Linked DNA regions of Cricetulus griseus: region 1 is linked to region 2. Evidence: chromatin contacts called from public Hi-C data. All regions are on one chromosome and are shown on one strand. Each heading gives the region's core, a stretch centred on a gene start, on an enhancer-like site or on the middle of the called end of the contact. The rest is flanking DNA. Distances are from core to core; before and after follow the strand shown.

Region 1 (5,061 bases), core at 1,801-4,300, 190 kb before region 2:
TGGGAGGCAGAGATAAGGGGATCTCTGTGAGTTTGAAGCCAGCCTGGTCTACAGAGTGAGTTCCAAGAGAGCCAGAGCTGTTACATAGGGAAATCCTGTCTGGAAAACAAAACAAAATAAAATAAAAATTTAAAAAGCCTTTAATGATATACTCAACTCCACAATGTCTAGATCAGTGGTTCTCAATCTCTGGGTCATGACCTCTTTTGGAGTAATGTGTCAGATATCCTCCTGCATATCAGATATTTACATTACAATTCATAACAGTAGCAAAATTATAGTTATGAAGTAGCAATGAAAATAATTTTATGGTTGGAGGTCACCACTACACAAGGAACTGTATTAAAAGCATTAAGGAGATTGAGAACCTCTGTTATAGTTGGGATGACGAGTGACTTGAAATCTTCAAGGTGTTGGGTGTTTAAGAAACTAGGCTTGAACAAATAAAGAAGCATGGGTCAACATAAAACAGATGTAATCAGTACCATCCAGAGGCTTTAAATGACCAGCCAGATGACAGGTCTGATATTTAAAATCTCAAATGTCACAGAATTAACTTGATGAGCTGAACTCATAATTACACAAACTATGCTATATCTAGGGGGGGTAGTCAGGCATCTGCACTGGCCTGCCCTTGGGGTTCTGACAGATACATCCTCAGCTGCAGCCACTAATGTGCACACTTGCTATGTTCCCTTTTAAAAAGTCCTGCCCTCCTCTCATCTTCTCTGTCTCTGTCTCCCACCCCCATGCCTCTCTTTTCTCTTTTGCTGCTCCCGTCCCCAGAGGCCAGTTTCCTACCCACCCCCCCCTTCCCCATTCCCTTTCCTGTAATTAAAAAACAAAAACCCATGTGAGCTGTCAAATGGTGTTTTTTTTCTTCTTGCACTGCTTTTTTTTTAAAGTTACAACAGTTAGAGCATGAATTTTGACCATCACTTTACTTTATATAGTTTTTAAGATTTATTTTGAGATAAGTTTATAAAGTTAATTAGCAGGAAAGTAGAAAAAGAAAGTAAGTGGTCTTACAAAAACTCTATCACTCTTGATGCTTTGTGTGCCTCACTCAGTGGGAATTACCACACAGTTCTACAAAATGCTAGGGTATATTTAAAATATGAAGACATCATTGCTTGCAGTCAAAGAAATGAATTTCACTTTTTTGTCATACTTACTCAGGTGGGCAGGGCTCAGTGTTGCAGGCTCTTTGATTTTCAGGTGGCTTACTGTCAGGGTCACAGAAATTGTTCTGGACGATGGAGTTGTCATCCAATCTTTTACAGATCACTTCTTGTCTCTGGACACCTTTAAGAAATGGAAGGACATCATTAACTGGAGAGTAGTTTCCCTTCCAAGAGGTGATGCATGTATTGCTTTCCTCTGGGAGTCAATCTGTTCCAAAACACTTGTCTACTTCTCTAAAAGAACAGAAGTACTGGTCATTATATCCAAATTTTAAGCAAAATTATTGTTCTCATACTTATAGATGTTTTGAAGCTGCAATTAGTATTTCCATTTTTTATGTTCATCTTCATGCTTTCCTTTAAAAAAATCCTTGAATTTTCCAAAATGCCATGAGATAAAATGTATTAATATACATTTCAATACAAGACAATGGATGCATACTTATTTAAAAACAAAACAGCAGGGACTAATTTACTTTCTGACATTTTGTAGGACAAGAGGAAACAAGGTCATTTTTCATTAGAAATACATCACACCCCACATTTCACTTATTTTCTTGCATTTATGATTGCATCTCTCTAAAAGCTCATCAAGTTTAGATTTCATATATAATGGACTACTTTTGGACTATGAGAACCTGGTCTGTATATTTTAACAGAGCTGAATACCTGTTGATTATATCAGTGTCAAAGAATTACATACATATTTCATTCTAATGTAATTTACAAAATACTCATCTTGATCTTAAAAATTAGTCCATGTGACTTGTTAGCACAACTAAAAACATTCACATTCCACAATTTACAAAATTCTTAAGTAGTATATACTTATGATTTATTGGCAGACATATCTACCACAACTTGCTCACATTTCACAAAATGCAATGACACACACACAGGGAGACTTTTATTTATAAACATCCTTGGTGAGATTTTTATATATACTCATTTTTGCTTTGTATCAGGAATCAAAAGACAGATATTTCAAGATATCAAAGAGAAACAAGTGTTTCAGATTATACAAAAGATATTGTTAACATTTTGCTCTGGGAAATGGGCACAAAAGCAAAGCTGTTCCCTGAAATTACCCACCCCACCCTATAAACACACAAGCTAAATAACTCAGAATTGTAAAGGTTGCCCTGACAGCACACATGTAATCACAAACCTGACTGCCTGCTTCCATCCCTCCCTTCTTTCCTCCCTCTCCCCCTCCTTCCCTCTCTCCTTCCTCTCCTCTTTCCCTTCTCTCCTTCCCTTGCTTTCGTCTGGTTATTTTTAAGCTGTAATATAATTTTTTAAGAAGGAATTTGTTCACAAATGTGGAGTTCTTATGAAACAGGATTATTTGACGAAGGAAACTTTTCCTGAAGAACTAGGCACCAAATGCTTCTCCCAAGGCTGCTTAGGTATGGGTGAGCTTGTCTCAGCTGTTCTGCTATGGCCACATTAAACTAAACCCTTTAGATTTAAGGAAATCTAATCTTTAGATTTAGATTGACAGGAAAAACTATTAAGTCTACTGATCTCAAAGACTAAGTTCTGTAGTCTCTATCTCAATGGCGAGTTGTTGAAGAAGGTCTATTTTGTTGTTTGCAGTGACAAGACTCCTCAGATCACCTTTAGGAACATGTTTTTAGGGGGTCTGAAATATATGCCCAAACAATTTACTGGCAAATATCTTAAAGTACGTTGTATTCATTCCCTCCCAATCCCTAGAATAGCAAATGACAGCAGTGGAATTTTTAACTATTAAAATTGAGATTTTTGAGGAAAGAATGATTCATAAGAAGCATAGCTGTTATCCATTCACAGATGTTCCATGATATTCATCAGATTACCTCCCCATTGTGTCATTCCAGTGGGCAGATAACTATGTCCATGTGGTCACCTAGTCAAATACCTCTACTGTTAGTCACAGAACTCAGCTACCAGCAGTGGCTTAGACAAGCAACTTGTTCACTCTGAAGGAAATGTTCATTTATATCAAGAGCAAGGGACTGCATTTTTAGGTGTAGCATGTATTTTTTTATATAAATAGTAGCATGTATTTTTAAAAGGCATAAAATGTGACTATTCTTGAAACAAAAATGCTGGCAGTTAATTCAGCATGTTAGTTGATTCTCAGAAAAGTATAAACATCAAAACTACAAAATGGAATTGATGTTGCTAAGTATCAGTGACAGAAACTGTTAAGTCAGTTTCTACAGGTTATGATAAAAGTTTGGTTTCATAGCCAGGCGTTGATAGTGTACGCCTTTAATGCCAGCACTCAGGAGGCAGAGGCAGGAAGATCTCTGTGAGTTCGAGGCCAGCCTGGTCTCCAGAGCAAGTGCCAGGATAGGCTCCAAAGCTACACAGAGAAACCCTGTCTCGAAAAACCAATAAATAAATAAATAAATAAATAAATAAATAAATAAATAAAGTTTAGTTTCATTAAGAGAGCACTACAAATGTTTGTTCACAACTGCATTTGTTTAAAGCAACCTATATTATAAAAAGCAGGCCCACTGAAATTTGAATCACAGATCAGATCAGACTGGTATAAGTAATTAGCAGAAATTTACATTTCACTGTGCTTCTTGAATGATGTTGGACTTCATATTAAGAATTACAAATTAATTCAACTTTGGCCATGTCTTCCATACTGCCAAGAAACTGGGAACTATGGGACTTCTAGATATTATAATTTCAGCATGCTATTTTTTAAGAAAGATTTATTTATTTATTATGTATACCATGTTCTGCCTGCACATTTGCCTGCAGGCCAGAAGAAGGCACCAGATCTCATTACAGATGGTTGTGAACTACCATGTGGTTGCTGGGAATTGATCTCAGGACCCCCGGAAGAGCAGCCAGTGCTCTTAACTCTGAGCCATCTTTCCAGCCCCAGCATGCTATTTTCTTGATAAGGTAAAAATTAACATCCTTGAAAACATAGCTAAAATTGTTTATATTTTACAAAGATATTTTTCCTTACATTCATCTTTATTTTCTTCCAAAATGTATCAGTATGGCATTATTCTCTTTCAAATCTTCTCACAACGCTTACTGTTTTCCTCTAACAGAATTCATACTTCCATCCAGGTTTTATGACCACATCTGGCAGGCTGATAGTTTTGTTTGCTTATTTGTTTCTTTTTTGATCCTAAGACAGCATCAATAGGATGACTATAAACAAATTAATCTAAATGGATAGAGTTTTAAACACAACCTTTAAGTTAAGGTAGATATAGCTTTTAACTCAGAAAGTAGAAAATACAGATCAAGTGGAAATAATCTAAGTGAACAAGAGAAATGGAGTTTAGAATATTTGCATATAATCATGCCTCATGTGCATAGCCTCTTTTAAAGTAGTATGTAAAACATTGATAAATTCATTTTAAACCCTATTATAATAGTTCTACAAAATTAGTATGCTTTCAAATCTGAAGACCCAAAGTTTATGACCAAATTGTTTAAGATGTCTACATACCCAGTTAGTGCACATTTAGTGGGAAAAAAATTCTCGTGTCTCAGTGTTCCTAGCCCGTGGAGAAAGGCAAATGGTCTGAGAATTTAATTGACCAAATTAAAACTGTGCTGACTATATTTTTACTCTTAAAAAACTTTAAGTTATTAGCATAAAAACTGTTTTTATATAATCCCTCCATGTTATTAAAAGTAATGAATTTAACACATTATAAAGTAAAAATTAAGTTTTATTTTCTTATTTTGCTAATACATATTTACCGTAAACCTTTACAAAGACATGTCCTATTTAGAACCATTTAATTTGCCTACATTTCATTTTTGATATTTAAGAACCAAATATGACAAATGATGGTTTTAAGCATAGAAATGTAAACATAACTCGGGCTACAGATTCAGCTCAGTG
Region 2 (5,055 bases), core at 1,701-4,200:
AATACAAGCAAAATGTCCAGTTCACTTTAACTTTTGCATATGAGTTTTATTCATAGTTTAAATGCATCAGCTGGCAAAGTTAAAGGATAATTTAACTGTTTCCATGGATCAAAGCTACACTACTTATGTAGAAGAAATAAGACCAGACATCTTGTACTACAGTGATTCCCTCAAAGTCTGCCCTAGTTGAAGCCTGTTACTTGATTTTTTTCTTTATGGTTTGACTTCCCACTCAAGTGATATAGAAGTAGCAAAAGTAATAATTTCCTCTCATTAGCTATTATTATGAAGGTAGAGAACCTGGTTAACATCTTTCTCCGCTTTTTTTCATCCATGTTAATCTGGTTATTTATTTTAAAGCTGATTTGGTCTCCATGGAAAAAGCAACAAAATCCTAAACCCTTCAGGTCCTTTATATTTATACATGAAAAACTTTTCATTTCGTTCTCCAGTCTTTTCTCTCAACAAATATTTGATAGCTACTATATGCTAAAGACACAATTAGGTTCTAAGTACAAAGGATTTTGATTTACAAACTTGGTAAGATTAGTTACCAAAAAAGTATTATCAAATACATAATTTAGTCAAAACTTATCTATTGAGGAAAGCAAAAATTCAAAATGAAATTCCCCAAAACTACACCCCAAGTTAATAATTCTTCTAATGCTACCTGTATTAGGACACTTTTCCTTTAAAAAAAAAAAAGATGCTTTTTCTTTCTTGATAGTGTAAAAGGCTAACCAACTTTGTTTTGTTTTGTTGTTTTAACTGTGACAAATTATCTACATCTTCTTTTTTCTCTCCCCACAAATTCCAAATATGCTCCTAACTTTCCTTAATCTGATAACTCAATTCATCTGTCACTAAGACCACAGAGAGAAAGATTTGGCACACAGCCCCCCCTAAGCCACTAATAGCTACTTTTGGTTGCTAAGGAAATGAAGAGGAAGTAGTAAGACCAGCAAGAATAGAGATTAATTTGCAGGTTTTAGACCAAACTAAAAATTATTTACAACATTTCAAGTCTTAATGATTAGAAGATTTTCCTCTGGGAAATTACAAAAATATTCATACAACTACACAGAATAATCTGCTGCCATTTGTGTCAAATGAATGATTTGCTGATTTGTTTGAAAACAACTTATATATTTTAATATAGCATTCTTCAAAAAAGACCACTAGTGCTCACATTTAAGCACCAAGTTAATATAAACAAGAATGCATTACCACTTTGGTGAAAATAATTATCTTCAAAATTAATTTTCTTAGTTGCCTTCAAATGCACCAGTTTTTCATTGCTTTTCTTTCTTTCCCTGTCGTCTGTCGTGAATTTTAAGGGCTGCCAATTCACCACTAAATGTTTCAGTCTAATCAATATAAGCTTAAGAAAAAAAAAAAAAAACACCAAAAAAAGAAAAGAGGAAGAATTAGTTTTTTTAAAACTCTAAACATAAGAGAGTAGATTGAAAATTATATTTAGTGTTTTTTTTTTTTTAAGTTCCAAGCAATAGTTTGTAGTTGTCGTCCCCCCTCCCCCCTCAGCCTGGGGCTTTGCACACCCTCACCACCACCCCCCTTCCCATTCCACTTCATCCAGACAGAGGGTAACAGTCTGAGCTGCCCTGGTTGAGTTGATCCTAAAGTTAACATTCAGCAGCCCATTTCCAGACAGCAGCGCTAAATCTATTTGGATAAAACGCGTGTGACCCAGACAGTTGGCATTTGGCCCAAACGCGTTGCACCAGCAGCTCAAATAAAAACAAGAGTAAGAAACTTACTCTCTTGTTCCCTCTCAGTGTGCTTTCTTACTCTGGCTTGCTTTCTCTGCTCCTAGCACAAGTGGAAAACTTATCAAAGACAGAAATTATAGCACATATTATCAGAAAGATTTTCCAATACTTCCTCCAGCACTCTTGTTCTCGCTCCTCAATCCCTAAACTTTAGTCTCATGTACCATATATCCAGACATATCCTGATAAACAAGGCTCCAGAGAGTTGAGTCTAGCATGGCCCAAGTGGGCAAAAGTAAATCAAAACCACACGCTTTCATCTCTGATTAGCCTATTAAGAGCTTACCATATTCTAGAGCATCAGCGCTACAGCCAGCACACTTCTGCTGGCCTGAGAGCACAGGCATAAAATATGCACTTCTCTGAATACTAAAGACACTGACATGAAACGGATTTGCAGAAGGCAATTGCATAAATCTGGAAAACGATTGAAAACACACATCATCATTACTTTCTCCACCACTATCCGGTGATTAGTTAAAAGAGCACGATGATCATAATCAAGTCCATCTCACACAACATGTAAATTCATACAATGAGCGCATATTTTTCACATCATAAAATACCTGTAAGCCCCGGAATTCTACATCCGCGAGTAGTCTAGAGTTTTAAAGATTTGTCTGTAAAATGAATTTAGTCAAATTCACTCTTTGCCATAAAGCACTCGCGCGCGCGCGTGTGTGCGTGCGCGCGCGCTCACACACACACACACACACACACACACACACACACACACACACACACACGAGAGAGAGAGAGACAGAGAGAGAGAGAGAGAGACAGAGAGAGAGAGAGAGATCTAAGCGTTATTAGTAAGACAAGCAAAGCACAAGGTTTTTTTTTTAAAGGTTTCATTGAATATTGTGAAATCTTTCTTACCGTTTTCATCTTCAAATTCTGATAAAAGGTAAATTTCAAACAATAGAGATTTCACTGGACGACTCACGTACTCCCTCTCTCTCTCTTTTCTTTTTGCCCCCCTTTGCAAAGCCACACCAGCCAGTTATTCTGCAGCCAGAATAAAACCCTATAGTCTCGCTAACCGGAGCTTTAGGGAACAGACTGCCGATTTGGCAGTTAAAAAAAAAAAAAAATTTAGAAAAAAATACTTTTAATACATCCAAGGCTATCAACCTGAGACGTGCTTTGCAACCCCCCCACTCTCTCCCTCCCCCGCCCACCCCCCAAAAAAGGAAAGGAAAAAAAGAAAGAAAAGAAAGGGGAAAGGCTTATTGGGGGGGAAGTGGTGCCCTCTCTTCCTGGACAGCTTAGTGCCTTTGCTATGCAAATAACATGTGCAGAGCATCAAAAGGTATCAGGAGAGAGAGAAGACAAGAGGAGCAGGAAGGGCAGGAAAAGTTTTGTTGAAGTAGCCCTCGAGCTCACTGCCGGCCCCCAGCCAACTTCAATTGCAGCAGAAGAAAATTTTGGCAGCTTTCCTCAGAGGCAGAACAAACTGACGTCAGTCTGCAGATGTGCCTGGGCTGCCTGCGTCGGTGCGCATGTGTCCTGGGTCGTCACGTGGAGGGGGAGGGGAAGTAGAGGTACAATCGGGGTATCCAACTACCAGCCATTCAGAAGGGCTTAGACAATGTCAACTTTTCCTCCCTGTGAATGAGAGAAACTCTGGCCCTCTAACCTCTCTCCCCTAACCCACTCCGCCTCCTTCCTCCCCTCTAACCTCTTTCAGAGTCTTGTCTGGTTTGTTATTAGTGTTTCTTGGGAAAGGGAAAGAGGGGTAGAGAGAGTGAGTGACTTTAGATATACTAATGTCACTGTCAAATTTTCGGTGTCATTCTCTGTTTTTCTTAATCTGCAAAATAAAAGCATTTAAAAGGTGTTCATAAGATTTCTGTAAGGAGTCAGATCTGTGGAGCACGCAAATTTCAAGACTTGAAAGCAACATGTGTACAAAACGCCTGTGTGTTGAATACATACTTTAATAGGTGAAGTTTCCACCAAAAGAATGAAAGCTAAACAAAATCGAGCCCTGCAAATTTTCCATGTGATTATCGGCTTCAGGATATGTGGAGCTTTAAAAGGAAAGGGGTGTGGGTGCATTATTTCCAGATGAGAGACTGGACGGTGTTTAAACTGCAGCCGGGAAAGCAACAAGTGAGATGTAATTTTTAGCAGTATATTGAATGAGACTTCAATGACTGCTCAAAGGAAAAGAAATCCAAAATAAGCCCCCTGATACCTTAAGGGGGAGAGGGACTACGACACAGGAACCCTGATGAGGTCTCAAGATAAACAAACAAAACCTTAGAACTGGTTCTTCTAGCTTCCAATCCCACCTCCCCCTCCACACCAGCTGCTAGTCCAGCCTTTAAGGGTAAATACCACAACGATGTAGCACTTTCACTTTCATTTGCTAGGAGAAAGCCCCTGGCGTTAAACTGTAGGGGAAAAAAAAAAATGTCCTTTCCCTGTCCTAAGCAAACAAACAATGTCTGGCGCAAGTATCAGAATCAGGAAAAAAAATTCTAAAATAGCTGAGGACAAACGTTGCCTTTTTCGGTGTAATCTGCTGCATCATTTATCTGTCTGTCCCGTGGAGTATGGAGTTAGTAGTTTAATGGTTGCCAAGGTTGGGGGAGGGGAAATTAAACCCTGAAATTGCAGTCTTTAATTAACACTAAGTCAATTTCCTATGGCCAGAACCAGAAAATGGAATTGGATTTAAGGGAGGAGACTAAGGAAGAGGCACTTTCTAAATGCCTGTTCTTAAATTTCTAGCTTCTGCTAATGTTGCTGTCCATTTGATTTTTTTTTTTTCCTTTCCTACACTGGAGGTGGTAGGTGTAGTTATTCTAGAAAACTTATGAACACTTTGTTTAAAGAATGCATAGGTCAGACTGGGAACGTGGAGCAATACATTTACTTCAACACTTCCTCAAGGGATAGAAGGCAATAGCATTTGTCCAGTTGATAGCTCTCATTTTGACCTTAATCCTCCTTACTATATAACTCAGTGCATAGTAAACATAGAAACGTGTTCTGTGGTTGGTACTGACAGTTTGAAATAAAGATGATTCATTGAGCTGTGTGTGTGTACAGTACATTGAGATTGCTAGACCTCACAGCAACACTAGCAAACACCAAAAAATGAACATAGCACAGAGCTAGCTGCCTTTGCATAAAATTCCCCGTTAATACGTATGAGCTTCAACTTTCCTTGATATTACAAGCACCCGTATAAGAGAGTTACAGCAAACACAGGAAAGTAGTCAAGGTGTAGACACAGGAGTGTCACCTTTGTTGC

The links. Hi-C and Micro-C count contacts between places; a contact is called where the count stands out from the background.
Region 1: a Hi-C map of the CHO-K1 cell line shows a contact between it and region 2, with 7 times the contacts expected there. The contact joins the enhancer-like site here to the promoter of Adamts6 in region 2. A contact is called at or near these places in 2 of 8 Hi-C or Micro-C datasets (both in the CHO-K1 cell line).

The regions. Positions count from the first base shown.
Region 1 is chr2:322,748,835-322,753,895 of CriGri-PICRH-1.0, reverse strand. Adamts6 (A disintegrin and metalloproteinase with thrombospondin motifs 6) reads right to left here. Exons shown (of 26, transcript XM_027401535.2): 22 at 1,176-1,305. Among named protein-coding and RNA genes, the nearest start is that of Adamts6, 190 kb to the right of the region's middle. Within about 2 kb of position 3,050, at least 2 of the 6 cell types and tissues checked have open chromatin away from gene starts, as enhancers often do. A contact at or near this core is called in the CHO-K1 cell line, where this site is marked.
Region 2 is chr2:322,558,906-322,563,960 of CriGri-PICRH-1.0, reverse strand. It overlaps Adamts6 (A disintegrin and metalloproteinase with thrombospondin motifs 6), which reads right to left and starts at 2,950. Exons shown (of 26, transcript XM_027401535.2): 1 at 2,670-2,950; 2 at 2,357-2,410.